Regions from separate parts of the Mus musculus genome. Here regions 1, 2 and 3 are each linked to region 4. The links are chromatin contacts, called in public Hi-C and promoter capture Hi-C maps. All regions are on one chromosome and are shown on one strand. The core of a region is the stretch at or near the end of the contact, and the rest is flanking DNA. Distances in the headings are between cores, read along the strand shown.

What was found. Promoter capture Hi-C pulls out the DNA fragments that hold promoters and counts their contacts. Hi-C and Micro-C count contacts between places; a contact is called where the count stands out from the background. Capture Hi-C pulls out chosen DNA fragments and counts their contacts.
Region 1: a contact with region 4 is called in a promoter capture Hi-C map of adipose tissue. The contact joins the promoter of Top1mt here to the promoter of Ccdc166 in region 4. A contact is called at or near these places in 1 of 115 datasets of contacts at active chromatin or transcription factors (memory CD8 T cells) and 2 of 9 other capture datasets (adipose tissue and liver).
Region 2: a Hi-C map of double positive thymocytes shows a contact between it and region 4, with 7 times the contacts expected there. The contact joins the promoter of Zfp41 here to the promoter of Ccdc166 in region 4. A contact is called at or near these places in 1 of 39 promoter capture datasets (erythroid cells), 2 of 484 Hi-C or Micro-C datasets (CD8 T cells and double positive thymocytes) and 1 of 115 datasets of contacts at active chromatin or transcription factors (pancreatic cancer cells).
Region 3: a contact with region 4 is called in a promoter capture Hi-C map of liver, with 3 times the contacts expected there. The contact joins the promoter of Hgh1 here to the promoter of Ccdc166 in region 4. A contact is called at or near these places in 9 of 39 promoter capture datasets (embryonic stem cells, erythroid cells, hippocampal neurons and 3 more), 1 of 484 Hi-C or Micro-C datasets (cerebral cortex), 4 of 115 datasets of contacts at active chromatin or transcription factors (astrocytes, bone marrow-derived macrophages, memory CD8 T cells and 1 more) and 1 of 9 other capture datasets (pancreatic islet).

The regions. Positions count from the first base shown.
Region 1 is chr15:75,674,470-75,681,365 of GRCm38.p6, forward strand. Top1mt (DNA topoisomerase 1, mitochondrial) reads right to left here and starts at 4,331. Exons shown (of 14, transcript NM_028404.3): 1 at 4,184-4,331; 2 at 1,550-1,662. The coding sequence starts at 4,287.
Region 2 is chr15:75,614,758-75,621,359 of GRCm38.p6, forward strand. Zfp41 (zinc finger protein 41) reads left to right here and starts at 1,927. Exons shown (of 3, transcript NM_001044718.2): 1 at 1,927-2,063; 2 at 3,287-4,934. The coding sequence starts at 3,444. The coding sequence ends at 4,040.
Region 3 is chr15:76,364,243-76,371,182 of GRCm38.p6, forward strand. Hgh1 (HGH1 homolog) reads left to right here and starts at 4,656. Exons shown (of 6, transcript NM_021555.2): 1 at 4,656-5,327; 2 at 5,410-5,510; 3 at 5,614-5,712; 4 at 5,920-6,011; 5 at 6,090-6,212; 6 at 6,290-6,940. The coding sequence starts at 4,714. The coding sequence ends at 6,442. It overlaps Gm35339 (predicted gene, 35339), which reads left to right. Exons shown (of 24, transcript NM_001378250.1): 24 at 1-699.
Region 4 is chr15:75,979,649-75,986,206 of GRCm38.p6, forward strand. It overlaps Ccdc166 (coiled-coil domain containing 166), which reads right to left and starts at 2,637. Exons shown (of 2, transcript NM_146059.2): 1 at 2,153-2,637; 2 at 224-2,039. The coding sequence starts at 2,581. The coding sequence ends at 1,119.

The DNA of each region.
Region 1 (6,896 bases), core at 3,081-5,580, 300 kb before region 4:
ACAACCTCCCGCTTTAGTATACGGTATACTCCTGAGTTAAAAATGACCAGCCCCTGGGCGAGGTAAGGGCCACACGATCCCAGGAACACCACTCTGGGGTTTGTAACAGTGCCAGCCACTGACTCCTTCATCACGTCCATTCTTGCTACCAAGTTTGTATTATGTGAAAAAGCAACACACGTAGCACATTATTATTGTACCTTTCATCTTTATGTGGGTCCCAGGGATCAAACTCGGTCACCAGGCTGAGGTTTTCCTCGTGGAACCATACCAATGGTCCAAAAAAACAAAACCCACATTTAAATTTTTTTTTCATCTTATTGCAGTTCTGGGGATGAACACAGGGCCTCGTGCACACCAGAAAAGCACTCTACCACAGCTATACCCTTGGCCCTAACATGTGTAATTTGGAAACACAAATTCCCACATAGAAAAGTACAGGCACGAAATAGAAGTTTACACATCACAGTGTGGGAAATGTGGACCACTGGAGGCTAACCCTCCATGCTCAGTGACTTAGTGCACAGGAGCCTAGACAGAACACCAGGTGGATACCAAGGCTACTCCTGAGAGATGTCTCTCAACCAAATGTCTGAAGAGTTCCAGGACAGGAATTTCAGAACAAGCGTGTGCGGGTAAAGGGTTTGCCAGATGACAGCCTGGATCTGATCGTGGAACCCACGTAAAATACAATGGAAAAAAGAAAACTGACTCTGCAAAGATGTCCTCTGACTTCCACAGTGCACCATGGCACATGCGCCAGAGGTCACATCATGGGTACGTATGGGCCCAGCATGTGTGTACACAATAGCAAGGCAAAGGCAAATAAATCTATCTGAGTTCGAGACCAACCTGGTCTACACAATGAGTTCCAGGACAGCCAGGGCTATGTAGGCAGACCCTGTCTCAAAAAATAAAAACTAAAAATATTTTAAAAGGAAAGGAAGGGAGGGAGGGAGACAGTGGTCTAGGTCTGGTAGCCCATACCTTTAATCCCAGCACTTGGAGACAGAGGCAGGTACATATCTATGAGTTCAAGGTCAGTGTGGTCTGCATCAAGAGTTTCAGGCCAGCCAGGACTATGGAGCGAGACCCTGTCTCAAAACACCAAAAACAACCAACAAACAGGACCAGGACACACACGCATACACTGTATCTCCTCTACCACCTCTTGCCAGGAGTGTACAGAGGAGAGCCTGGGAGACCAAAGCAGCTCACCCAAACCTGGGCAAGTCTGGACACAATTCGTGTCCCTGAAGCACAAATCTGTGTCTCTCCTTCCTTGTAGCAGCCTGCCAATGGTCATCTACACACACACACACACACACACACACACACACACACACAGAGTTTCTGGGGCACTCCAGTGTTGACCCCTGCTATCCGCCAGTCCGTCAGGAACTTCTGAACCCCAGGCAGGGAAGAGGACTTTGCACCCCATGCTGGGAAGGTCAGCAAGCCTTCTCAGCATACAAACCATGTACTGAACGAAATCAGCCCAAAGCACTAGGCAGCCCAATCACGGGAGTACACACCCCCTGGTCCTCACCATCGTAGAGGAAGTGCACTCCGTCAGGAAGGGGCTCGTAGGCTGGGGTGAAGTACGGGCCCTTGTGCTCCAGCTGCCTCCACTTCACACTGCTCTTGCTCGTTTCTTCCCACCTGAAAAGACAGGAGAGCACCTACGTGGAGCACGGCACTCACATCAGGCCTCTGGCCTATTACCTAGGAGGAAGATAATGCCTGAAAGGGGGCGGGGCTCAAAAAGCTGTCAGGCTGCCATTCTCCAGTGCGCATCTGCCAGGGTACAAACTCGGGGGCCCCAGCTGAGTAGAAGCGGGGGTGGGGTGGGGGGACAGTGCCCTTTTCTGAGGCTCAAGGGATCTCTAGCTTCATCCCTCTGAAATCTCTTCCCAGGCGTAGCCATCACACCTGGTAACTAAGAGTGGCTGGTATAGGTAGCCCCGCCTGTGAGGAACAAGGAGATGGAAGACATGACTCTAACAATGCACAGGGAAGCAGAGAGGTAAGGAAAGCAAGGGCAGGGACAGAGGCAGGACACCTCAGGGACTTTTGAAGAAGGGACGGCCATTGGGTGTGACCTAACTCTGCCGGCACCAACACAGCATACCCTGGCTGGCTCTCTGCAAGGTCCGCGCAGTTTGTCTCCCGATCCTCCCAACACAGGGCATCCTCTCCCAGGCTAGGCCCACTCTGGAGCCAGTAGGGCACAGCCCAGCATGAGGCCACAACCTAACTACATGAACTCTCCTGGCCTGTTCATCTGAGTCTGTCCTAGGCCAGCACTGCACCAGGGCCTGGGACGCAGACACCAAGGTAATCGGGATACTGAGATCCTGGGAGAGGGCTGGACAGGGCATGGGTGGTTTCTTAGCAGTAAGGACTCGGCTATCAGAACGGACACATGAGCAATCCCAGGGGCGCATCAGGCAGGAAGGGAGGAGGAAGACTCAGACATGAGCCTTCCTACAACCTGGGTGAGGGTTTTCCAGGCACATGCTGGGCTTCCAGGCAGCCATCCTGGTGGGCCTTGTTGGCTCAACTCTGTATCCTGTGAGAGGCAAGAGGCCTACTGGTTTGAGGAAAGAAAGGATCAGGAAAATAAAGAGCATGTTACTTTTGTTTGTTGTGTAGCCCAAACTGACCTCAAACTTGACGCACTCTTGCCTCAGCCTCCAAAGTGCTGGGATTATAAGTATAAACTATCATGTCTGGTTTGACTTTTTTTTTTTTTTAATTTTCGAGACAGGGTTTCTCTGTGTAGCCCTGGCTGTCCTGGAACTCACTCTGTAGACCAGGCTGGCCTTGAACTCAGAAATCTGCCTGCCTCTGCCTCCCAGTGCTGGGATTAAAGGCGTGCAGCACCGCTGCCCCGAGACAAATAGTTTTTTAAAGGGCCTTTCTCGCTCTTCCTGCAAAGAAGGGACCAGGTGTGGTGGAGCTACAATGCCTGAAAGTGAGCATAGGTGGGGAGGTCAGGGGACAAGGGACCATGTCCTGAGCCAGTAAACAATTCCAGGTGTGCCCTCAGAAAGTAAGGAGCGGGCCGGGCTTCATAAACAGAGCAGCTCTTGCAAAGTAGCCAGAACTTGGATGCCTGAGGGGTGTGAGGGGTGAGAGGTGTCCCATGAACCATGCAGGAGGGAAAAAGAGAAAAGTGGTGGCCAAAGGTTCCCAGAGATAGGGGTTTAAATCCCATTCCGCTTCTCATGTGGGTCTAGGTGGGGAACAGTTCGGTGGCTGCATGCAGAAGTGCTTCGTGACACGACTCAGGCAGCTTTCCTCCAACATTCAGCCCAATTCGATGTCATAAAATGTGGACAAGCACCTCAGAACCTACACTGAGCGGCAAGCTCATTACCCAAACTGCTAGGCGAAGTCTACGGCCATCCCCATTTCACAGACAAGGACACTGAGATTGGGGCTATAAACAACTACTGTGGCGTGGCGTGGCGTGGGTGACATTCCTTTGTCCCACTGGAGAAGAGTATCAAGGAAGTTACCCCGATGTCCTGCTGTGAAGCCCTGTGTCTTCTCCTAGAGGCCACAACTCAGCCCCATTTGGAGAGTCAGGACAGCCCTGTCTTTCCCCTGGAATTTCTAGAGCCTAAGAGCTTAGCTGCCCCAGTCCGGGGCTGAGCTATCAAAAGCAGGTCAGCAGGTCAGCTGTAATGGCTGGCCCTGGAAGGGCTGTCTTCGCTGTGAACCCACCCACCACTCGGGCGATTAGACCAGGACATCCCCGCTCCCCAAGTGCTGTGAGCAACAATCCCACAACCCAGAGCTGGGCGCTTCCGGGAACCTCAGTACACGAGGGAAAGGTTGAAAAATCAGAATCTCACATATAATCTCAGCCTGGACAGCCATCCCAACCCCTAGGAAGTCCCTCGGGGCAGGCTGGTGACGTAAGGTAGGTATTGAAAGCTAAGGCCACGTGACAAAGAGTGTAAGAATCGTGGAGTGGGCCTGAGACCAATCAGGGAATCTGGGAACCACACTCCAAAGGGACCTCCTCCAAACCAAACGCGGCAGCCTGGAGGCCCAGACCCAATTACATGGGTGACCGATTTTTCCCAATGTGTCCGGTGTGGCCCGGCACAGGAGCAGGATTAGGCAAGTCACTGAGCCCTGTCTCGCCTGAGCTCCGTCCCACCCGCCTTACCCGGCTCTGTTCGCCTTCGCGACCCGGGACACCTGACAGGAAGGGACGCGGCAGGGGACATGCTGGAAACGCCGGCACAGGGCTCTGAGCCACAGCAGCAGCATGCGTGTGCGTGCATGCGTGGGCTCTGCCCGCTTTCCGAGGCCACGCCCTTCTGACAGAGCTCCGCCCCCACACGTCCAGGAGTCCCGCCCTGCCCGCCCACCTTGGGAAGGCGTCCCCAGCCAGGGCCGAGCATTGCCCCTCTCCCAGCGCTTCTACCTGCCATGGCAACCTGAGGAAGTCATGAGTAGACACACTTGGTCAGAGGGCCCTATCTACCCATCTAAGTGGCAAAACACCGAGTACCCACACCTCCAGGAGGACGCAGTTGCAGACACCAGCTGCCCTGCTCAAAGCAACTTCCTCTAGGCGACTGACCAACAGCACTGGAAGTCCTGCAAAAACTGCTGTTGCCTAGGCTCGCCGCCAAGAGACCAGGGCCATAAGCCATAGGCTCCCCCCTTCAACACATTCAGATCTGAAGACATGTGTACCAAGATCTCAAGACATTTGTACCAAGCAACAAAAATCTCCTAATCCGCGGACAGCTGCTCCCCGAGCCAGCAGCAGGCAGCCTTGGTATTTCCACTGAAACAGCACACAGGCCTGCAAGAAAGTGGTGAACAGGAAAGGTAAAAAATGAGACGGAGACCAGCAAGAAAGAGCTAGCCTATCCTGTAGGTCCCGCCCACGGTTACCAACTCACTGGATTCCTACTGACATCTAGCGGCCCGAGGCAGGAACAGAGCCGGGGAGAGGCTAGTGGGCCCCCTGCTGGACACGGCCAGTACTACAAAAAGTTTGCTGAGTATGATCAACAGACCAGCAAGACTTTGGGCATTCCAGGTCTGTAGCTGGCTGTCCAGGACCCTTGTACCCTTGAAGACCAGCTGGAGTTGTGACAGTTGGGGAGCATGGCCTCACAGCGTTCATATCCTCATAGCAGGTAAAAGGAGCCCTGTTTGCAACTGAGACCAGGCTTGAGGAAGAATTTCAGGTAGATGATGATGAATGCTGGAGCTGACAGTCAGACCTCCTGAGCCCAAAGTCCGTCATAAGGCTGTTCTGTGACAGCAGTGTCCACTCACACGTCGTAGCCGCCAACAGAGAGCTGGAGGGTGGGGAGGGCTTCATTGTGTAGAAGCCACAATTCAGGATAAGCAGGGGCATTTGACTTCAATACAAACTCAATGCAACCATCTCATTACGAGTAACATACAAGCGTTTTCACGTCGCTTTCCTCAACTTGATGGGCTACAATGGCCTGTGTCTGCCTGTGGGAGTCCACCATCTGCTCTTTACTAGACAAGTTTAATTTCTCTGAATCTCAGCCTCCTCCAGCACCTCCTCCAGAAAGTCTGATAAGAGCGAGGCAGACACATACACACTCAGAGACTTCAACCGCCTCTCTCCCTGGCGCCCCTGAAACCCACAGCTCAAAACTCCACTGCAGCAGCTGGAGAGATGGCACAGCCAATGAGTGCTTGCTGCACCAGCATAAGGGTCTGAGTTTGAGCCCTAGCACCTATGTTGAAAAGCAAGGTGGCACACTCTTGTAACCTCAGCTCTGGGGAGGCAGAGACAGGCAGAGACAGGCTGGCTTGATGGCCAGCCAGCCTAGCCAATTAGTGAGTTCCAGTAGGTTGACTGACACCTGAGGTTGTCCTCTGGTCTTCATTTGCGCGCGCGCGCGCGCACACACACACACACACACACACACACACATTGTGTGCATGTGAACGCACACCCATTGAAGCTCCACTTCAAGCGAGGCTCCTCTGAATTTCAGCTCGCACCTCCCCAACCATCCACAGCACAGAAAACTGCCCCACCATGGCCCTGAGGTTTGCCAACGGCTCTCACTGTTTCCTTATTATCCGGCCCTCCCCATGCAGATTTTTTTTTTCTCTGCTTCCTCTCAAAGTTCCCCAGATCGCCTGGCTTGTATTCCGGCCAATCTCTTTGAGACTCGTCCCCTGTAGCTCCCAGCTTATTGTAATCTCTTTGAGACTCTTTGCTGCACTGCCTCCCTGGTTCTGCATGCTGCACCAGCCTTGGCAGTACCTAACAAGATCACTCTCACAGCACATATGTCTCTGGGCAGGCTCTATGTCCAGGTCCAGTCCCACACACACACACCGGGGGCCTCCCCTCATCCCACACACACCGCTTTCCCCCCTCCTGTGGTCTTCTCCCGACCTACCACTGCCTTCCCTTTCTTCTCTCTCAAAGGGCCCAAAGTCTCCAGTTTAGACTTACCACACCCTGACTCCAGTCTCCCGACTCTGTGTTCCCACCTAACCTGCCATTTTCTTCTCTCTTGGCCTTTTCAGGTCACACACATCAGCCACCTCAGTGTGTAACATGTACAAGAAGACATCAATTAGCCGCACATGGCACACAGGGTCATGGACAGCTGAAGTTTTCTAGCATACGCCAAGGAGTATCAGTGACGGGACCCTCCTCCTCCTTCCCCCTAACCCCAACACCTGACCAAGTACAAACAGCACACTGTTCTCAGAGGTGGTTGGACCATCCCATTGCCCAAGTGCCAAAGCATGCGCTTTCCAAGTTTCTAAGAGTCATTTACAAAAGGGGCCAACAAGATGGCTCAGTGGATAAATCCTGATAACATGAGTTTCATCCCAGAACCCGAGTAAAGGTTGCAGAG
Region 2 (6,602 bases), core at 677-3,176, 370 kb before region 4:
CAAGGACCTTGTGGTTTGTAGAAGCCAGTGACGCAGGAACAAGGCAGTGACATTAACACAAAGACAATCCATTGCAACTAGGGAGGCCCTACACTACCCAGGTTCCCATGTGAACGGCCACTGTCAGGAACAGACATGTCTCAGTTGTATATCACTGAAGACAGCATCTCCTCAGGCCGACCCTAAGCTGTACACAGCAAATAATCCTGGCCACCAGACAAAGGGGCCATGTGTCCAGATGGCTCAGAGCTTGTGTCCAGACACTGGAGCTTCTTAGCAGAAGACACTTCATTGTCTTCTTAGAGAAAAACTTGGACCACGTGAGCAAGCCCAAGCCACAGGCTTAGCAGTTGAGTCTCACTGACAAGAGAAGGGTATAATTCTCCAGAGAGGAGCCACTCCAAAACAGAATCTCTTCCACAAATGAAGGGGCGTGGGGGTAGGGACAAGCTGGAGCATGCCTGAGAGCTGAAAAGAACAAGAATGATACCAACAGTCTATGCGCATCCAGCTCAGCCCACCTCATTAGAGGATAGGTAAGAGACTGGGGACTACATGAAAGATGGCAGGAAGCACACAGGCCACTAACCTTCTGGGGAAAGCAAGCAAGGAGATGCCCTACCTCCCTGTACCAAATGCTGGTAAGCCAGAAAGCCCCATGCCACTGGTAGGAATGAATGAGAAATGGCACAGGCTCTCTGGAAAGCAGCTTGTCTGTTTCTTGCAAAAGGCAACATGCAGTTTGGGACCTAGCAACTGCCTTCCTGGGCACGGTCCCAGGGAAATGAAACAGCACGGGGGGAGGGCGGGGGGGGGGGCGCTGCTTCCCAACAACCTTGTAAACACGTCCTTCAGTGGACAAAGGATCCCAAAGCTGTGATGCACACAGCGCAGAGGCAGCTGTTCAGGAGGCTGAATGAACCACCATTCAATACACAGCCACTCTTGTGAATCTAGACAGCGATGCCTGAATGATAATCGGCAAGCTCCGCCAAGTTGCACGCTGGACAATTACATTTATCTAGCATGTTGGCGTTGAATCTAAACGGATGAGGTGGAGACGACACTTAAAGAAAGGGTCTGTTAGAGGTTTGATACAGGCTTCTGCAGCACAGGAGGCACTAACACTGTGTACTAGTCATGTAAAATGGCGCCCCCAGGGAGACTTCACCAAGCACACAACAGCTCTCGATTCGTTTCTCATAACTTCATTCTCCAAGCGCCGTGGGCCACACCTATCGTCCCAGGACTCGACCGAGGCAAGAGATTGCTAGTTCTAAGCCAGCCTAACCAAATATAATAGTGGAGAATATACCCAGAAAGTCGAAAGAGCACAAGAAGTGACTAGATTTAAATATCTGTAAAGGCCCGCGTTAAGGACAGAGCAGGGGACCCTGGCTTTGCCGGAAAGGAGGGGCGGGGTCGGATGATTCCAGGGGGCTACAGGCCGTGCACTACTGGGTCCGCCATCCCGGCGTGCCACAGATGGCAAACCCGATGACTGAGAAATAACACGAAGCCTGCAGAAGAAGGCTTGGAGTCCTGAGAAGAGGCGCACGCCGGGAGAAAGGCGCCGCCCGCAGCCCAGAAGCTTGCACAGGCACAGACGCCTGCTTAGCATCCTCTCAAGCGAAGCTCGAGCCCGCAGCCACAGCATCACAAGGAGCGAGGGCAGTGTCTCCTAGAGCCGACCCGAAGGGGCGGGGAGAGGTAGGCGGGCCTACGGCCGCAGCACGGGATCACAGAGAGGCCGGGCGGCTGCTCCTAGAGCGACACCAGAAGGGCGTGAACGAGCAGGCGGGGCTCCGGAGCTTGCGGCGGTACCACCGAGAACCCGGCAAGGGTCCTAGAGCGGCACTGGAGTGGGTTTCGAGCGGTGGGCGGGGCTTAGGGTGCGCGGCAGCACCACCGAGAGGCCGGGGAAGGTAGAGCGGCACCAGAGGGGCGGGCGCCTTTAGGCGCGGGAGTGGCGGGCTCAAGTGGGCATTGTTAACGGTCGCCCGCCCGCCGGTCAGCCTGCTTACGGCCACGTTCCGCCGGCGTCTGTGCTCGGCACCCATCAGGTACTCTCTGCGTGTGTGCACGGTAGCCCCGACCGGGCGAAGGCCGGCTTCTGAGTCGTTTCTCTGTGGACCACCTCGGCGGTGTTGCAGAGGTCCTTGGAGGCGGGGAAGGTGGGCCGGGCTACCTAGCGAAGCCCCTTGTTGCTGGATGCATTGAGCGCCTTATCCTGCCGGCTCCAGCAGCTCCTTGATGGACCTGAGTCCCTAGGTCAGCGGAATTCAACTAAGTTGCCTGAATCACTCGCACCTACTCCTGTGCACAGGCCTGTGAAGAGAGGGGGCAATAAGCTAAGTCGCTGGGGTCTTCTCTGGTTTTAATGACTATTTAAGTTTTCAGTGAGGATGGTCCTTGGTGAGCAGACACAGACACCTGGGTCCCGCTTGTCATTCCTCTCACCAGAGTGATGGTGTTTGAATTGGTACTGAGTGATGCTGCAGACAGGGACTCTCAGGTGTCTCCTGAGCTGTCCCACAAAAGACAAACACTTTCAGATGCTGACATAGAGCAAACAGTCACCTAGCCGCCTGGATCTTGGACTCTGAATCCGGATAAGAATTTTATCTGCTGGGTTAGATATGTGGGTATTTGTCAAATGCTTAGAACAAAATACAGTGTGTTCCCAAAGTGTTTTTGGGAAAGTGTGGGTGCTCTAGATGGAACTGCCAGCAGAGCCCACCCCTTTGGGCCTCTGGGAGTAAAGGGGATGGTGCAGGTTTAGAGATAAAGAGGGGTCACATAGAGAGAGCCTCATCAATACAAGAGGCATCCTTTGGGGGTCTGATGGGGTTTGCTGTGGATTATGAGGAGAGCCCTGAGTTTTCCAGGCTCAGAACCAGGCTGTTGTATGGTAGAGTTACTTCCTACTCCAGGGTGTTTGCACAGTCCCAATGTGGGCGGGTAGAGAGGATAAGGAAGAACGGGGAAGGTTCTGTTTGGGGAGGTGGAAAATGGCCATCGGTCCATGATGGCTATGGCTTTCTCTGGGATGAGTGAAAATCTTGTCTTCAGGCCCAGGAGTGTCTGTGGCTGAGTGAGAGAGTCACTCAAAGAGATGAGCATACAGTGGACCAGAGGCTCTGAGCTCAGCTTATAGGCCTGGGGCTAGAGCTCTGGGGAGTCCACTTTAGTCTGAGGGGCTCATCATGTGAGCAGCTGGAAAGACAGTGGAGCTGCAGAGAGCTAAGAGCTGCCTCTGACCTGTTGTTCATGCTTTTGCCTCCAGAAGCAAGACGACCGTGGTTCTGTCTGCTTGATGCAGCTTCGTACGCAGGAGCTGTCCCTGACAGCGAAGTCCCAGAGAAGGAGCCAGGCAGCCACTGTCTGAAAACCCTCAGCCTTCCCTGGCCTCCAGGGGGGTTTCCTGCTTCCTAAGAGCAGCAATGGAAAAGCCTGCAACTAGGAAAAAGAAGAGTCAGGCCCCAAAGGAGGAGGCAGGTGCGCAAAAGGCCACTGTCAAGGGAGAGAAAACATCAAAGGGGAAAAAGGCAACCAAGAAGCCAAGAAAGCCCCGCAGACCCCGAAAAGAACCTGTCCTGAGCCCCGAGGACGAAGCACATATCTTTGATGCCTTCGATGCCTCGTTTAAAGATGACTTTGAGGGTGTCCCCGTGTTTGTCCCTTTTCAGAGGAAGAAGCCCTATGAGTGTGGTGAATGTGGACGGATCTTTAAACACAAGACAGATCACATTCGCCACCAGAGAGTTCACACTGGAGAGAAGCCCTTTAAGTGTGACCAGTGTGGGAAGACCTTCAGGCACAGCTCAGATGTCACCAAACATCAAAGAATTCACACCGGTGAGAAGCCCTTTAAATGTGGGGAGTGTGGAAAAGCCTTCAACTGTGGTTCTAACCTTCTAAAACACCAGAAAACGCACACTGGAGAGAAACCTTATGGCTGTGAGGAGTGTGGAAAATCCTTCGCCTACAGCTCCTGCCTCATCCGGCATCGGAAGCGTCATCCGAGGAAGAAGCACTGAGCAGGGCGGTCTACAGCTATGGATCCTTGTCAAACACCTGATGATGGTCCAGAGGTCTTACGCAGTATGCTCATCCAGCCACCCATCTGTCATTGAGAGGAAAATCTACCCATCAGACATGAGAGCCCACAGAGGCTTTCTGCCCTTCGAGTCTTCACTTAGTAGTAACATGGTGCTTCCCGGAGCTTCCTGAAGCTCCAGCCATTTTCCAGACTACTTTATGTTACTCAGGGCCATCTTTGGAACAGTTTTGGGTCGCTGAGAACTTTGTAGAGCTAAAGAGACACCCCTGTTGGCAAGGGCCACTGCCTTCCTTTGCTGCCTCTGTCTGCACCAACCACGGTGCTTTTGTCTCTTCTCTTGAAGACTTCTGACTCTGTATGCTCAGCCCCATGCTGTCTGCTAGGGCGAGGAACCCTGAGGTGGATGACAGGCAGCATTCTGACCAACTCTGAGGACAGCACCAAGTCCTGCTTGCTCATCTCTGTGCAGCTGACTTCAGTGATCCTAGAGTTTCACTCTTCTGGCTGAAACCACAGTCTTTGAGCTCAACCCTTGGGCCTAGAGCTGGGTTACACTGCTTTCTCTTGTCCCAGCCACATCGTAGACAAGTAGCCTGGATCCATCCAAAGCCTCAGCAGACCCTGGCACCCTGGCATAGTGGCAGGTTTCTTAGGCTAGGCCTTGTAGCTCCAGGGTGCCATCAGTAGCTTCTGCCCACTGCACCTTGAAAAACAACTGTGGCCCCACCCCACAGCAGCCTGCCATTCCGGTCAATTCCACTTCCTGCTGGTCAGCAGGGCAAGACCACGTGACTCTGTCTACTGTCTGCCCCACGATGATGCTGTGTGAGGTCTGTGTTCTAAAGACAGCAAGTGACTGCTGACCAGGAGGGTAAGTTGGGGGGAAAGTTGGCAGCGATTTGGACATAAAGTAACGAATAATGGCTTTGGTCTTTGGGGCGTCTGCCCTGAAGAAAGGGTCCCAGAAAGAGGACTCAGCCAGAAGTAGAGAAGGGCTTGTCAGCAGGTACAGAAACCATGAGAGGGCACTGCCCAAACGATGCAGGTGGTTATGTTCCCTGGTTGGAATGTTTGACCAGGTGTGGTAATCTGCATGGTCAACCTGACTGGATCTAGAATCACCTAGGAGACACATCAGGTGTGTCTGTGAGGGTGTTGCCAGGGAGATTTAACGGAAGAGGGAAGACCTACCTAAATGTCGGTAGCGCCATCACACAGGCTCGAGTCCTAGACTGAATTCAAAAGGAGAAAGCTGGGCCATGGAGACAGCTCAGCAGGCAAAGGCACTTGCTTCTCACAGAAGCCTGACAATTGAGTTCAGTCCTGGAACCCATGCAAAAGATGGCAATGGAGACCCAGCTCTTCAGAATTGTCCTCTGACCTCCCCCATGCTTCAGAATTGTCCTCTGACCTCCCCCCTGCCCTCCATGCAGACAGCACTAGAGACATACACAGAGGTTTAAAAAGAAAAGCCCGACATTCATCTCTCTGCTTCCCAACTGTAGTAATTTGACCAGTCGTGTCACACTCCCCACAATGATGGTCTGTATCCCTTCAAACCAGGAGCCAAAGAAACCCTTAAGTTGCTTTTTCAGACAGTTGCCACAATGACAAGGTTAGCCGTCCTCTTTCTAGAAGCTGAAACAACACTGTGTGTCTCTGGTGCCTCCTGTGGCACTGACCTGGCCAGGTTTGCTGATGCACTGTTAGGAAGTGCAAGCCGGGGCTGCTGTTGGACCAGGCTGCTTTTACTGCCCCTCCCTCCTCATGGAGCAGAACCTTCCAGGTCGAGGTTTTCCCACACTGCACTCTCCTTATGCAAGCATCCCCGGGAGTATTTTACCAGTCTTGATCCCCATGGGAGAGGAAGGCTTAATCTAATATGAAAATCTAATGAGGTGAAATTGTGAGAAGATGAGTATCAGCTGGTGTAGGAGCTACATGGCATACTTGGGCAGCATGGTCTTGGAATAGAGGGGTTACCCACAAACTCTAGGGACATTGGAAGCCTGGAATGCTGCCAGGTGGCAAGGCAGCATCCTGCTCCCAGCCTGTAGCCCTGTCCTTAAGGATGTGTGCTAAGGTTTTAGGGTACAGGATTTCAGTTCCCTCAGTATTGAGGGGAAACCAAAGACAGTATGTGTTCATATAATACACCCAGAGGGCCACAAAGGCAGAGTGTGTGTGTTCATATACACCCAGAGGGCCACTCCGCAGGGTGGCCCAGTGTCATTCCACATGAATTTTGTTCTTGTCTTTGCAGCCACACAGCCACTCACCTGTTCACATGCTGCACAGTCCTTACAGAGGGCACAGAATGAATGGGTGTGGCCGTGTCCTAACCAAATTTGGCAGAAAGAGGTGCTGCCATGACTTGTTTGCCAGCCCATTTGTTTTATTGTTTTATTTTGTTGAGATGGGGGTCTCACTCTAGCCCAGGTTGTCTTGGATCTCACTGTGTAGCCTGAATTGGCCTCACTCACAGTCCTGCCTAAGCCTGGAGTCATAGGCGTAAACTATCAAAATGGCTAAAATAGGG
Region 3 (6,940 bases), core at 3,406-5,905, 390 kb after region 4:
GCTTCCCTCTTTCCTTCATTCTCCAGGTCTGTAGATGAAAGCTGTTTCTTTTGTTTGTTTTGTTGCTTTTGTTTTGGTTTGCAGTCTGCTGGTTTTTTTGTTTTGGTTTGGTTTTGGTTTTTTGTTTTGTTTTGTTTTGATTTTGGGGTTTTTTTGTTGTTGTTGTTGTTGTTTGGTTGGTTTGGTTTGGATTTTTCGAGATAGGCTTTCTTTGTGTAGCCTTGGCTGTACTGGACTTGCTTTGTTGACCAGGTTGGCCTGGAACTTACAGAGATCCGCCTGGCAGGATAGGTCATCTGTCCTGATTACTTTTGGTTTGGTTTGGTTTGGTTTTTGTTGTTGTTGTTGTTTGTTTTGTTTTGTTTTGTTTTGGTTGTTGTTGTTGTTGTTGTTGTTGTTGTTGTTGTTGTTTTCGTCAATTTGATACAAGCTAGAGTAATCTGAGAAGAGGGATCCTCAATTGAAAAACTGCCTACCAGACTGGCCTATGGACAAGCCTATTCTTCTTGATAATGACTGATGTGGAAGGGCCAGCCCACTGTGGGTGGAGCAAGCCCTTAGGAGCTAGCCAGTTAGCAGCATCTCTTCAAGGCCTCTGCTTCTGCTCCTGACTTCAGATACCCGCTCTGAGTTTCTCTTCTGACTTCCCTCGGTAGCCTGTGACCTGAAAAGTGTAAATAAAAGTTGTTTTTGGTTACAGTGTTTTTTCACGCCAAGAAACCTTAACCAAGACATCTGAAGGCCAGTAAAATTCTGTCCTTCAAAAGGGTAGTAATGAGGCTGGAGAGATGGCTCAGTGGTTAAGAGCACTGATTGCTCTTCCAGAGGTCCTGAGTTCAATTCCCAGCAGCCACATGGTGGCTCACAACCATCTATAATGGGATCTGATGCCCTCTTCTGGTGTGTCTGAAGACAGCTACAGTGTACTCATATAAATAAAAATGAATAAATAATATTTTTTTAAAAAGAAAAGAAGCCGGGCGTGGTGGCGCACGCCTTTAATCCCAGCACTCAGGAGGCAGAGGCAGGTGGATCCCTGAGTTCGAGGCCAGCCTGGTCTACAAAGTGAGTTCCAGGACAGCCAGGGCTATACAGAGAAACCCTGTCTCGAAAAACCAAAAAAATAAAAAAAATAAAAAAATAAAAAGAAAAGAAAAAGGGGGGTAGTCACTACATTTCTGCCTTGATCCTGATGGGTACTGGTGAGCTGGAAAGTTATTGTTACCTTGTATGTTAGAATTGTACGTGGTCACCCATTTCAGATCACTTATTCGTGCAAATAATATCACTTCTATCATGAATTGCCCAAGCAAGCAGCCATAGCATGGGCAAAATTTCTGTTTCCTGTTGCCAAGATAAAAACACCCCAACAAACCCAGTGGTGTTGGTGCATGCCTTTAATTCTAGTACTTGGGAAACTGTGTTTAAAGCCAGCCTGGTCTACAGAGTGAGTTCCTGGACAGTCAGGGCTACACAGAGAACCCATCTCAAAAACCAACCAAACATACAAAAGCCAAAAAGCCAGGTGTGGTGTCATGCTCCTAATCCAACACTTGGCAGGAAGATCTTGAGTTTGAGGCCAGCGTAGTCTACAAATTGAGTTCTAGGACAGCCGGGGTCACACAAAACAACCAAAAGCAACTTAAATTGCTTTTGTCTTAGTTGTGAGGACTTGACTCACAATTCCAGGTTGCAATCCATCATTGTGGGGAAGTCAAGGCAGCAGAAACCTGGAGCAGCTTGTTATGGTCAAGGAACCACTGTACAAACTGTAGACACTCTGGTCTCAGTTTATTTTATTCTTTTTACATGTACATGGTAGTTCTACAGATAGTTGTGAGCCTTCATGTGGTTGTTGGGAATTGAATTTTAGGACCTCTGCTGTTCAGGTCAAGCCTGCTTGCTCCGGTTGGCTCTGCTCACTCCAGTCAACTCCACTCACTCAGTCCCTGACTCCCTCCAGCTCAAAGATTTATTATTATACTTAAGTACAATGTAGTTCTCTCCAGACTCGCCAGAAGAGGGCGTCAGATCTCTATGGGTGATTGTTGGGATTTGAACTCAGGACCTTCGGAAGAGCAGTTAGTGCTCTTAACCGCTGAGCCATCTTGCCAGCCCCTGGTCTCACTTTATTTTTTTTTAAAGATTTATTTATTATATATATTTGAATATATATATATATTATTATTTATTATATGTAAGTACACTGTAGCTGTCTTCAGACACTCCAGAAGAGGGCGTCAGATCTTGTTACAGATGGTTGTGAGCCACCATGTGGTTGCTGGGATTTGAACTCCAGACCTTCGGAAGAGCAGTCAGGTGCTCTTACCCACTGAGCCATCTCACCAGCCCCTGGTCTCACTTTATTAAAGGAATAGTTTAGTGAGTGCACAGCCAGGACTGATGAATCAGGCACACAGCCTAGATTCGGGGAGCTAAGACTGTAACCCCAAATATTTCCCAGGGCCAGTTTATAAAGGCAAAACCCACAATGAGCTCATATGCAGGTGTAGAAAGTACTGTAGCGTGACTGGTTTTTACTCAAGCTACTTTGACAGTTTAGACATCAGTTCAAACTGATCTTTAATTTGGTCATAAGTGGATTTTTTAAAATTTTATTTAATGTATGAGTATCTGATGTACACCTGTGTGCCAGAAGAGGGTCCAAGTTCTCATTATAGACAGTTGTGAGCCACCATGTGGTTGCTGGGAATTGAACTTAGGACCTTTGGACAAGCAACCAGTGCTTTTAACTGCTGAGCCATCTCTCCAGCCCTGTTGTGGAGTTTTTTTTTTGTTGTTTGTTTTTGTTTTTTTAAAGATTTATTTATTTATTTATTTATTATATGTAAGTACACTGTAGCTGTCCTCAGACACCCCAGAAGAGGGAGTCAGATCTCATTACGGATGGTTGTGAGCCACCATGTGGTTGCTGGGATTTGAACTCCTAACCTTCGGAAGAGCAGTTGGGTGCTCTTACCCATTGAGCCATCTCACCAGCCCTGTTGTGGAGTTTCTTAAGAAGAAACCTTATAACAAAATATGTGGTCAACTTGATCCTGCTCTGAGTCAAACTATTTTCTGTACCAGGAATATAATATGAAGTGGTTGGCAGGCATGGGACAAAATGGCTCCAGCTGTGCTTGGGGAATAGTCCTCAACACAGCTAGTCACATTCCACTCACAGAAGACAGCAATGATTCCTACATGTCAGTATGCTTGCTTTTTCCACACTTATAAAACCCCTTTCCTATAGGGAATGGTAACAATCACAGTGGGGGCAACGTCTTTCCACTAATTAAGCCCCCACAGATGTGCCCATAGGCCAACTTAATTTAAAGTCACTGAGCTTCCCTTTCTAGGTGACTATTTTGTGTCAAGTTAACAAAGTTAACTTTGTTTAAGAGAAAAATCTTTTGAGACCAGCTCATTTTATAGCTCAGGCTGGCCTCAAACTTACACTGACCTTCCTGCCTCAGCCTCCTCAGTTGTGAGATTAGACAGTGACACGTTTATAAAAAGATAAGGAGCCGGGCAGTGGTGGCGCACGCCTTTGGTCCTACCACTTGGGAGGCAGAGGCAGGTGGATTTCTGAGTTTGAGGCCAGCCTGGTCTACAGAGTGAGTTCCAGGACAGCCAGCACTGTCTCCAAAACAAAACAAAACAGAGGCAAGGGAGCCTTTTCTTAGAAACTCACTAGCTGCTGTCAACAGCTGGGAAATCTGGACAGTTGGCCCTACACAGACCTAACCACTTTGCCATTGTAGCCGGAAGGATCCCAGTCAGTATCTAAGGTTGCATAGGATCTGGAACCGTGGCGGTTCCTGGCTATCTCCTACAAAAACCTGACAAGGACCAGCCCTGGAAAAACCCCTAACTCAAGATTTCTAATTTGAGAGAGCAAGGACCCCAGGCAGCTAATTGCTAATACAGGCACAAGAAGCACCAAATGGGATACTTTCCCAGAACAGATCCTAGTACTGAAATTATCTTCTGCTAGGGATTACGTAGCTAAGAAGGCCAGTGTCCTCCCATCTGTGCTAACAAATGTGCCGGTGGAAGGTAATATGGAGCCACTGAGAAGCAAAGAAACGCAGCGAGGTATGGAAGACAGAAACCGAACAGTGCTCTAAAGAGCTGGCAGGGGCGTCTGTCACCAGGTGCCCCCAAACCTGCAAACTATAGATTCATTTATTAGTTCCCTTTGCCCAAGCCTGCTTGACTCAGACTTCTGTCACTGAAGAGGACCTAACAAATGCACTAGAAAAAAAAATTTAGCCCCTCTGCAAAGTCAGAGACTGATCCAAAGCTGCCTTTTCATCGCAGAGTCCTGCACCCTCCGGTTCCTGGATGTCTGAAACCAGGTTTAAAAGGTGGCAGCAAACACTCTGGACACCAGGATCACCGGCTGCCGAGCTTCGCTTCAAATTATGCGTGCTGGTCGCGTGGTTCTGACTCCTGGCAAAGCAAACACGCAATAGGCAGCCGGAAAAGTCCTTGCAAGGATCTGGTGGTGGTGGTGATGATGATGGGAAGGGGGGGAGGGTGCATCTGCACCAGCTTAAGGGGTGCCTAATACTGTGGCCCACAATGCCTCGCGCTGAAACCGGCCCCGCCCCCTTCAGCCAGGTTCTCAGCCTCGGAAGGGTTTTAACGACTTCCGCTTTTCCGGCGGTGGCCCCGGCACGAGAAGTGACTGAGACTGCTGGCGGCATGCGGGGACCGGGAGTAGGTTCGGGGTTCTCTGGTGAGCGAGGGTTGCTAGAGCAGGAGGCTGGCGCGGACACGGAGGCGGTGGAACTGCTGCCCTTCCTGGTGCTCGGAGCGCGAGCCGACCTGCAGGCGGCCGCGGCGCAGCACGTGCTGGCGCTGACTGGTGCGGGCTCGGGCCGCACGCTGTTGGCCGGACAGCCAGAGTTGTTGCGGGCCTTGGTCGACCTTGCGGTGGCCCCGGCCCCAGCTCCTTCCCGCGATGCCTCCCGCGCGCTCGTGAACTTGGCTGCTGATCCCAATGTGCACTGGCAGCTGCTGGCGGCTGACCCGGAGCTGCCCGCCCGCCTGCTGCGCTGCGTGTTGGACCCTCAGTGGCCCTGGGCTGAAGAGGCGGCTGCAGTGCTGGCCAACCTGAGTCGCGAGCCGGCTCCGTGTGCTGCGTTAATGGAGAAGCTGATGGCCGCTGAGCCGGAGCGGTTGGGTCTGGAGCGACTTGTCAACGCGCTGTGCACGCCGAGCTACAACGCGGCCGCACCCCTGCATTACCTGGGGCCGCTGCTCTCCAACCTTAGCCAGCAGGCGGAGGTGCGTGCTTTTCTCCTGGACCCAGACAGGTGAAACCCAGTCGCCTGCGCGGGCGGGAAGGTGGGGAAGTGGAAGTGAACAAGGACAGCAGTGAATATCTTCTTTCAACAGGTGCGTGGTCCAACGGCTGCTGCCTCTTACCCAGTACACAGATTCTTCGGTGCGCAGGGGCGGGGTGGTGGGAACACTTCGGAATTGCTGTTTTGAGCATCGTGAGTGACAAGGAGGGGGTGGTGCCATTGCCAAGGTGGGGATTGGACCCTAGGGAACCCAACGGACCATTATTCTGATCTCCTTCCTTGTCCGCACCTCCAGGACATCACAAGTGGTTACTTGGGGCCCAAGTCGACATTCTCCCCTTTTTGCTACTGCCCTTGGCTGGGCCTGAAGAGTTTTCCGAGGAAGAAATGGACCGTGAGTGACTTGGGTGGTTGCCTCAGGGCTGTCTGGTGCTAGAGGGAAGACTACAAGAGGGAGATGGAGAGGTGTGCAGGTCTGGAGTCCCTCAGTCCGGCAGCCTTTAAGGAGGGGGTCGTTACAGACACACACAAGGCTCACCCAGGCAGAGCAGGGCTTGGGTGTTCAGCACAGGGACCAATAGTCTCCCACCCTCACTCCTAGAGCTGCCTGTTGACCTGCAGTACTTGTCACCAGACAAGCAACGGGAGCCGGACGCTGACATCCGGAAGATGCTCATCGAAGCCGTCATGCTGGTGAGCAGGGGCCTGGGGTGTTAGTGCCTCTCCACAAGTCCGTATTGGCATCCGAGTAACCTTTTTCCATCTTCCTAGCTGACAGCCACGGCACCTGGTCGGAAGCAGGTACGGGACCAGGGTGCCTACTTGATCCTTCGAGAGCTGCACAGCTGGGAGCCAGAGCCCGATGTGCGGATGGCTTGCGAAAAACTTATCCAGGTGAGTGCGGGGGGTCAGAAAGGCTAGGCAAGTGCCAATGGCTTATGAGCCCGCTCACCTGCCTCCTCTTCTTGCAGGTGCTTATTGGTGATGAGCCAGAGGCTGGCATGGAAAACCTGCTGGAGGTGCAGGTACCTGAAGACGTGGAACAACAGCTCCAGGAGCTCGACCAGCAAGAGCAACAGGAGCTCGCTCAAGAGCTAAGAGGCAACGGTGCCCCACACACCTGAAGCCCCTTTGGCCTGAATGCCAGCTTCAGACCCACCTTTGCCAGTGTTGGCGCAGGGTTCTAGGGTCAATGCCCAGTAAATGGTGAGAAGCCCAAGGGTGCTGCCCAATCCTGTGCCCTGTTGCAACCGGCAATAATGCACATAGTTCAGAGCTGCACTACTGAGCTGGAGCTGGCTGGGTTCTGTCACAGCTGCCTACAGATGAGGCAGGATGCCGGTGGTCACTGGAGCTATGAAGAGCCTATTCCCAGCTGGTGATAGGACTGGACTGAAAATACTGCAAGCCCTGGGAAGCCAACTAGGTTTTCATTCCTGAAGGCACTGAGGGGTCTGGACGTGGGTAGGCTTAGAGATGTAAACAGCGCCGTGAGCCCCAACCTTCGGAGTCTTCTTGCTTTCCTTGCCCAAGACCTTAAAAGACAGACTACACTTGGATCCTCGTCCCTTCCTAGAATGCTCTGCCATCCGAGCCTGTGAGCCTGTCTCTGGATGACTTGC
Region 4 (6,558 bases), core at 1,387-3,886:
TACATTAAGACAAAGAGGGCTGGAGAGATGGATCAGCGGTTAAGAGCACTGACTGCTCTTCCAGTGGTCCTGAGTTCAATCCCTGGTGACCACGTGGTGGCTCGCAACCATCTGTAATGGGACCCAACACCCTCTTCTGGTGTGTCTGAAGACAGTTACAGTGCACTCATATACATAAATCTTTAAAAAGAAGTTTAAAAAAAAAAAGACAAGACAACGGGGCTGAGGTGGTGGTGGATGCCTTTAATCTCAGCACTGAAGAGACAGAGGCAGGAGGATCTCTTGGATTCAAGGCCAGCCTGACCTATACAGACCCTTTCTATAAAGGAAAGGACAGACCAGCACAATGGAATGTAAGATGTGACCCAGGTAAGATCCATAGCTAGCTACAGACACCACAGGGACAATTTGGCCAGTATGATTTAGTTTACAGTATTTTCTCCAAGGTGCATTTCCTAATTTTAATCATGTCTTGAAGAAAGTTGGGACAGGGCTTGGGCTGTAGCTCAGGAGGTAGCCCTGGGTTCAACACCCAGCACCGGAAGAAAACAGGTCAAAGTCCTATTCAGTAAACACAGGGATATATTTAAAATTAAGGGGCATAACTGTCTCCAACAGAATCCCGGATGGCTGAAAGTACCAAATATATAACATGCATCCCTGTTCATCTAGATGGGTGGCAATGGGAATTCCTAATAATTCTTGCAGTGTTCCCTAAATTGGAATGTATATACATATATACATATACATACCTACATACATATGTGTGTGTGCGTATTATATAAAGCATTGGAAAAGCCCAGTAACTTCTCCCTGTGCTGAGAACAGAATCTGCCCTCTGCTGCTGAAATTACACTACCCAACTTTCCCTAAGCCTGCCTGCCTTGCTGGCTGTTGGTGGAAGAACATCGAATTCCAGCAGCCAAGGATACAACCAGCTCTGCTGTAGCTCGAATAGCAGGCCTCTGCTCACTTGAAATACAAGGGCATCGACCCAGGCAAGTGTCAGAGCGTCACAGAGCTTATTTAACACTTTTATTAACATATCTATGCACCAAGAAATCTTCCAAGGTTTGTCCTCCACCCTATGCCCTACTGGCCTGCCTCCTCGTGTGGGTTCAGGCTTGCTCCAAGACAGTTTCTGTGTCGTCTTCAGCGTTTTCTGCCTCCTCCAACTGTGGGCTGAGAGGGGCCTGATCTTCCAACAGGGCTGTGGGAAGCTTGGAACTGGACTTTGCAGGTGTGTCAATTTCTGGAGAGACCTCACGCAAGGAGGGCTGTGGAGAGATCCGAGAGCCCTCGCGCGACCGCAAGGTACCAGAGGTCATGGATGGAACCCTGGAGCCCTTGCGTGACGGGGTCGCGGATGAGACACGCGAGTCCTTGCGTGATGGAGTCAGAGATGAGACTCGAGATCCTGGATGTGATGGACTCCGGAGAGCAATCACTGACCCAGCCTTCTGAGATAGGCCCGGAAGAGACTCACTGGACAATATAGATGGAGTCTTGGAGGGTCGGTGTGACAGATCCATGGATTGGCCCCGGGAGGTTGGAACTGACTGGGGCGTAGCCTGGGCTTTTAAAACGTGACTGGTTGACCCGATGCGCAAGCTGGGTTGGAGGCTTTGGGGTGGCTGCCAGAGCGGTGGCCCCCCGGGGCCCCTTTGCAACCAGCCGTGCATTTGCTCCAGGTTCTTCAAGTCCACATGCTCCCGGCGCAGCTGCTCCCGCTGCTCTAGCAGCTGCTGTCGCATGTCCTGCAGTAACTGGGTCCTCTGGAGAAGTCTCATGAGTTCTTGTCGGAGATACCCGTTGTCCGCCTTGAGGGCCTGTGCGTGGGAAATGAGGGAACGTGCGGCCTCCCGCTCGGAGCGGCGCGTCAGGGACTGCACTTGCAGCCGCGCCTCCCGCTCGAAAGCCGTCTTCTCATCTAGGAAGCGTCGCTTCACCCCGTGGAGGAGCTGCGTGTGCTCCACGCGCATGTGCAGCAGCTCGCGCTCCAGGGTCCGGATTCGCGCCAGCTGCTCCAGCTGCAGCTCCTACATGGGGTGGGGTGAGGGTTGGGGAGCAGGGGGCGCCGATCAGCGCACCGGTAGGGAGCGCGCCCATCCCTCTGGAGCCCGCCCGGTCCTCGGGGGGCGCGCGCACTGGCCTTGTAGGGCTGGAGCTCCTGCACCCGCTGCGTCATGTTTTCCGCGCGCTTCTTCATTTCCTGCAGCTGAGCGCGCACCCCGTCCTCACGGCCGTGGTAGAAGGACGCTAGCTCCGCTCGCTGCCACCGGATCTGCGCCAGATCCATGCGGTTCTGGTCTTCGACGCGCACGACGGCGTTGGCGCAGCGCAGAGCGTGCGCGCTCACGTAACCGACATAAAGCCGGTTCTCTTCGCGCAGGCGCTGCGCCTCTCTGTTCAGGAACTCGTTGTCCTGCAGCACCTCGTCGATCCGCTGCTCACAGGCCACCAGGCTTTCTGAGAGCAACGCGTACTCGCGCTGTAGGTACTGCGCGCGCTCCGAGAGCGGTTGCTCTGTAGTTTCCTGCTTGCGCCCCGCGTTTTGTCCGCGCTTCTTCTTGGGCGCCATGGCTTGAGGCCCAAGCCAACTGGACTCATGAGAGCGCTGTGCTCCACCCGCTCCCCCAGCTCAGTTACTCTCCCTTCTTAACCCGAAAATTCTGGAGAACTGCACCCTAGGTTCAAGGGTGTGTCTTCTGATTATGAGGTTCAGAGCAGGCAGGATTAAGGATCAGAGAGCACCGTGGCCAATCTGTATATAAGCGTTCCCTCCAGACCACAGCTTTCGCATCCTGGTGCGTAGCTCTAGGAATGTTGATGTCCAGCTTGAACAACCTCTATGGAGACAGAACTTGGTTGCAGTGCCTCGACCTCATCCCATTCTGTTGCTCTGGCAACGGCTTGACTCAATCATTCATTCCCTAAGGTTTCTTATATCCTTGCATGATTCTTCAGTTACAGTGTCGCAGGTCAGGCAGAACTTCAGCTTCAAGACACTGAACTAACTTCCAAGTGCCCAGCCTCCACTCACCCGGGTCTTAGTGCTCTTGCTTTCACTCCACTAGCTGCGCTTCAGGCCCCACAGCATAAGGGGACTCTCACCGACGCTCCCTCCTCTATCCAGCTTTGAGCGAGCTCTCCCCCTTTCCTTGTGAAGTCTTCATGCTCTCAGGATGAAGCCTCCCCACAACATTTGTTTATTTGTGGAGACAGAGTTTCCCTGTGTAACAAAGCTCAGGTTGTCCTGGACTCGCTTTGTAGACCAGACTGGCTTCAAACTCGCAGACATCAGCCTGCCTTTGCCTCCGGAGTGCTGGGATTAAAGGCATTCACCACCACGCTCAGCTCCACACAGCATTTCTAAGGGGACGCTTGGCATCTAAAGCCTTGATGGAATGCTACTACCTTTCAGATAAAATGCACGATGAACAACGGTCTTCATTTCATAATCCAAGCGCTGGAGACTCGGTAGCCAAACCAAAGGGAAACTTTATTTTACAGCCTTGCTAAGTCTGCGCAACCTATTGAAAGGGCAAAAGTAGCTAGTCTGCAAGTTTGGCTCAAAACAGTGATATATATATATATATATACACACACACACACCTATATATCCCCCCCCCCCTCCGAATTCCTCATTGGCTAGGTTCTTCAGGGAGGTAAAATTTTCCCTACTTCTCTGATTGGCATAGAAACTTTCCCATCCTTCTGGGGTTCAAAATCTCCCCCCCTTTCCATTTACATGGGCTCAGTCCCTTAGTAGATCTGTGATAAATTTAAAAGGGCCCACGTAGGAAGGTGCCAGATGCAAGCTAGAGAAGCCAGGGACCTAGTGCTTCCTGCTTGTCTGTGGGCCATTAATGAGTGCTAAGTGCCCCTCAGGTTAAAAATGGACTCTTTTGCCCACTTTTTATTTTTATTTTTTGGCCAGTGCACTTTTCCACGAGGCCCATCCATTCTACCTTCTTAGCTTTCTTTGCCCGTAAGCCAGACATCTAGAGGATACAAGGGGTCCATCGGGGATTTAATGTCTCCCTTTTTGCTATGAGCTCTATACGGACAGTGTCTTTACAGGATTCAATCTTGATCAGAAAACATCAGCAGTGTGCCGGTTTGCTAGTGGATACCGGAGGTGACAACCATTCAGTGGGGGGTGCGGGCTCAGCAGAGTGGCAGCAAATAAACCACGGGCTTGTGTTGACTCTGTACAGGGACGTCACCATCACCCTGCCAAGCAAAAGGGCAGCAGCCAAGATCACCTAGAAGTACTCTCGAACACAACGCCCAAAGTGTTTGTAGTGTTTGACCAATCACAGATCTAGGAGGCAAAAGAGACCTTTGACATGATCAGCGAGGCTGGGCAGTGGTGGTACATGCTTTTAATCCTGGCACTCAGGAGGCAGAGGCAGGAGGATGTTTGAGTTTGAGGCCTGCCTGGTCTACAGAGTTGAGTTCCAGGACACCTAAGGCTATGTGCAGAGATCCCTACCTCAGAGAGGAGGAGAGAAAAAAAAAAAAAGACACAATCAACTAGAACCAAATTGGCTTCCTAAACAAGGAAGAATTGAGAATTGCACTGTCTATTTGCCTCACTGGGGAAAAACCCAGTTGGAGGAAACCTGGGTGCCATGCAATGCCAGGCTCCATCAGTGTCACCGTGTTCCTCAGTATATTTGGGGAGATGTCACCCGGCAGCAGATCCTGAGGATGTCACTAGGAATGCTTTTGGTAGCTTAGATGAAGAAGCAGCAGGGCCAGAAAGACTACCATAGAGAGCTGCTGATATCCCCCATGTGACTGTATACAGAGGAGGAAGTGAGTGAGCTATACAGAGAGGCCCTTGTTCACAAAAGTAGATTTCAGCTACATGGAGTTTACACACAGCTTTCAAGAGGGAGCAAAAGACAAAGATGACTGGCTTCCAGATCGGCAGACAGACAAACATTCCTGCTGCCCCCTGGGGTGTTTCTGAAAGTTTTGTCCTTACCATTATAACTGTTTTTTGCCTTCCTCGTTTTGTATTCTTAACTGTTTGGGGACACATGTGAAGGTTTGATCCTGTAATCTTAGCACTTGAAAGGTGGTGGCAGGGTGATCAAGGAGCTAAAAGCTAGCCTGGGCTACATAAGACCCTGTCTTTAAAAAAAATGTGTAAGTAACTCGGTGGTAGTGGCACAAGCCTTTAATCCCAGTACTGGAGAGACAGAGGCAAGTAGATCTCTGAGTTTGAAGCCAGCCTGGTCTCCAGAGCAAGTTCTAGGACATCCAGATTTGAACAGAGAAACCCTGTCTCAAAATAATAATAATAGTGATAATAATAAAGCATAAGTAAAAATAAAATGATACTAAGCATGATATAGGTATGGCTCCCATAGACCCCTGTGTTTAGTTAGAAGATGTGGTTTTGTTGGAGAAAGTATGTCAATGCTGAGGCTGGCTCTGAGGTCTATGCTGAAGCTCTGCCCAGTGTGGCACAACCATCTGTATCTTTCTGCTGCCTGTGGATCAAGATCTAGAACTCTCACCTCCATCTCCAGCACCATGTCTGTCTACACACTCCCTTGATGGTAATGGACTGAACTTCTGGACCTGTAAGCCAGCCCCAATGAAATGTTGTCCTTTATAAGACTTGCTTTGGTCATGGTGTCTATTCACAGCAGTAAAACCCTAACTAAGACACTAAGTTTAGGTTCTGGTGAGATGGCTCAAAAGGTTACGGCACTTGCCACCTAGTCTCATGGCCAGACTTTAGTAATTGAAATCTACATACTGTAAGTTGTCCTGTAACGTGCCCACACTTGATACACATACATAAAAATCAAATTTAAAGACAAGGAAGAATCTGTTTTAGTATTAATATTTAAAGTAACTTGACTATGAGAGTCTTGTAAGGCAACTAGGTGTTGGTCTTAAAATACTGTCTTTTGGGCTGGAGAGATGGCTCAGGGGTTAAGAGAACTGACTGCTCTTCCAGAGGTCCTGAGTTCAATTCCCAGCAACCACATGGTGGTTCACAACCATCTGTAACAGGATCCGATACCCTGTTCTGTTGTGTCTGAAGACAACTTTAGTGTACTCAGATAAATTAAATAAATCCTTAAAAAAAATACTGTCTTTTACTATGAAAGTCTACCTAATCTGTTACAGAAAACTGGGAAAAGACCAAATCCATTGTAGAAGGGATCAGTCTATGGCCCATCTATGATCAGGCTGCTATATATGACAGTCCTCTGAGTCAAACACCTGCCATCTTCAGGAGTTCAGCCATGCCCACTTGCAAAAGAGCAGTCTAGCTTGGCTTCTTGACTGTGTACATCCCCTCCTAGAGGGACAAGGACAGTCATGGGACCCTCACCTGAGTCTACAGCAACCTGTGGTCTGCAACTCTGCTTTAATTGCACCTGGCCTAAGTGGGGAGCTAGAGGCTAGTGGGAGAGAAAGGACTAGGGCAGAGGCCTCTGTCTAAGGAGGTATGGAAAAGCCACCAACCCAGTTGAGGAGGACTTTCCAATGCAGCCTTTTGGTGGAGGGACCACCCTCGCTTCACAG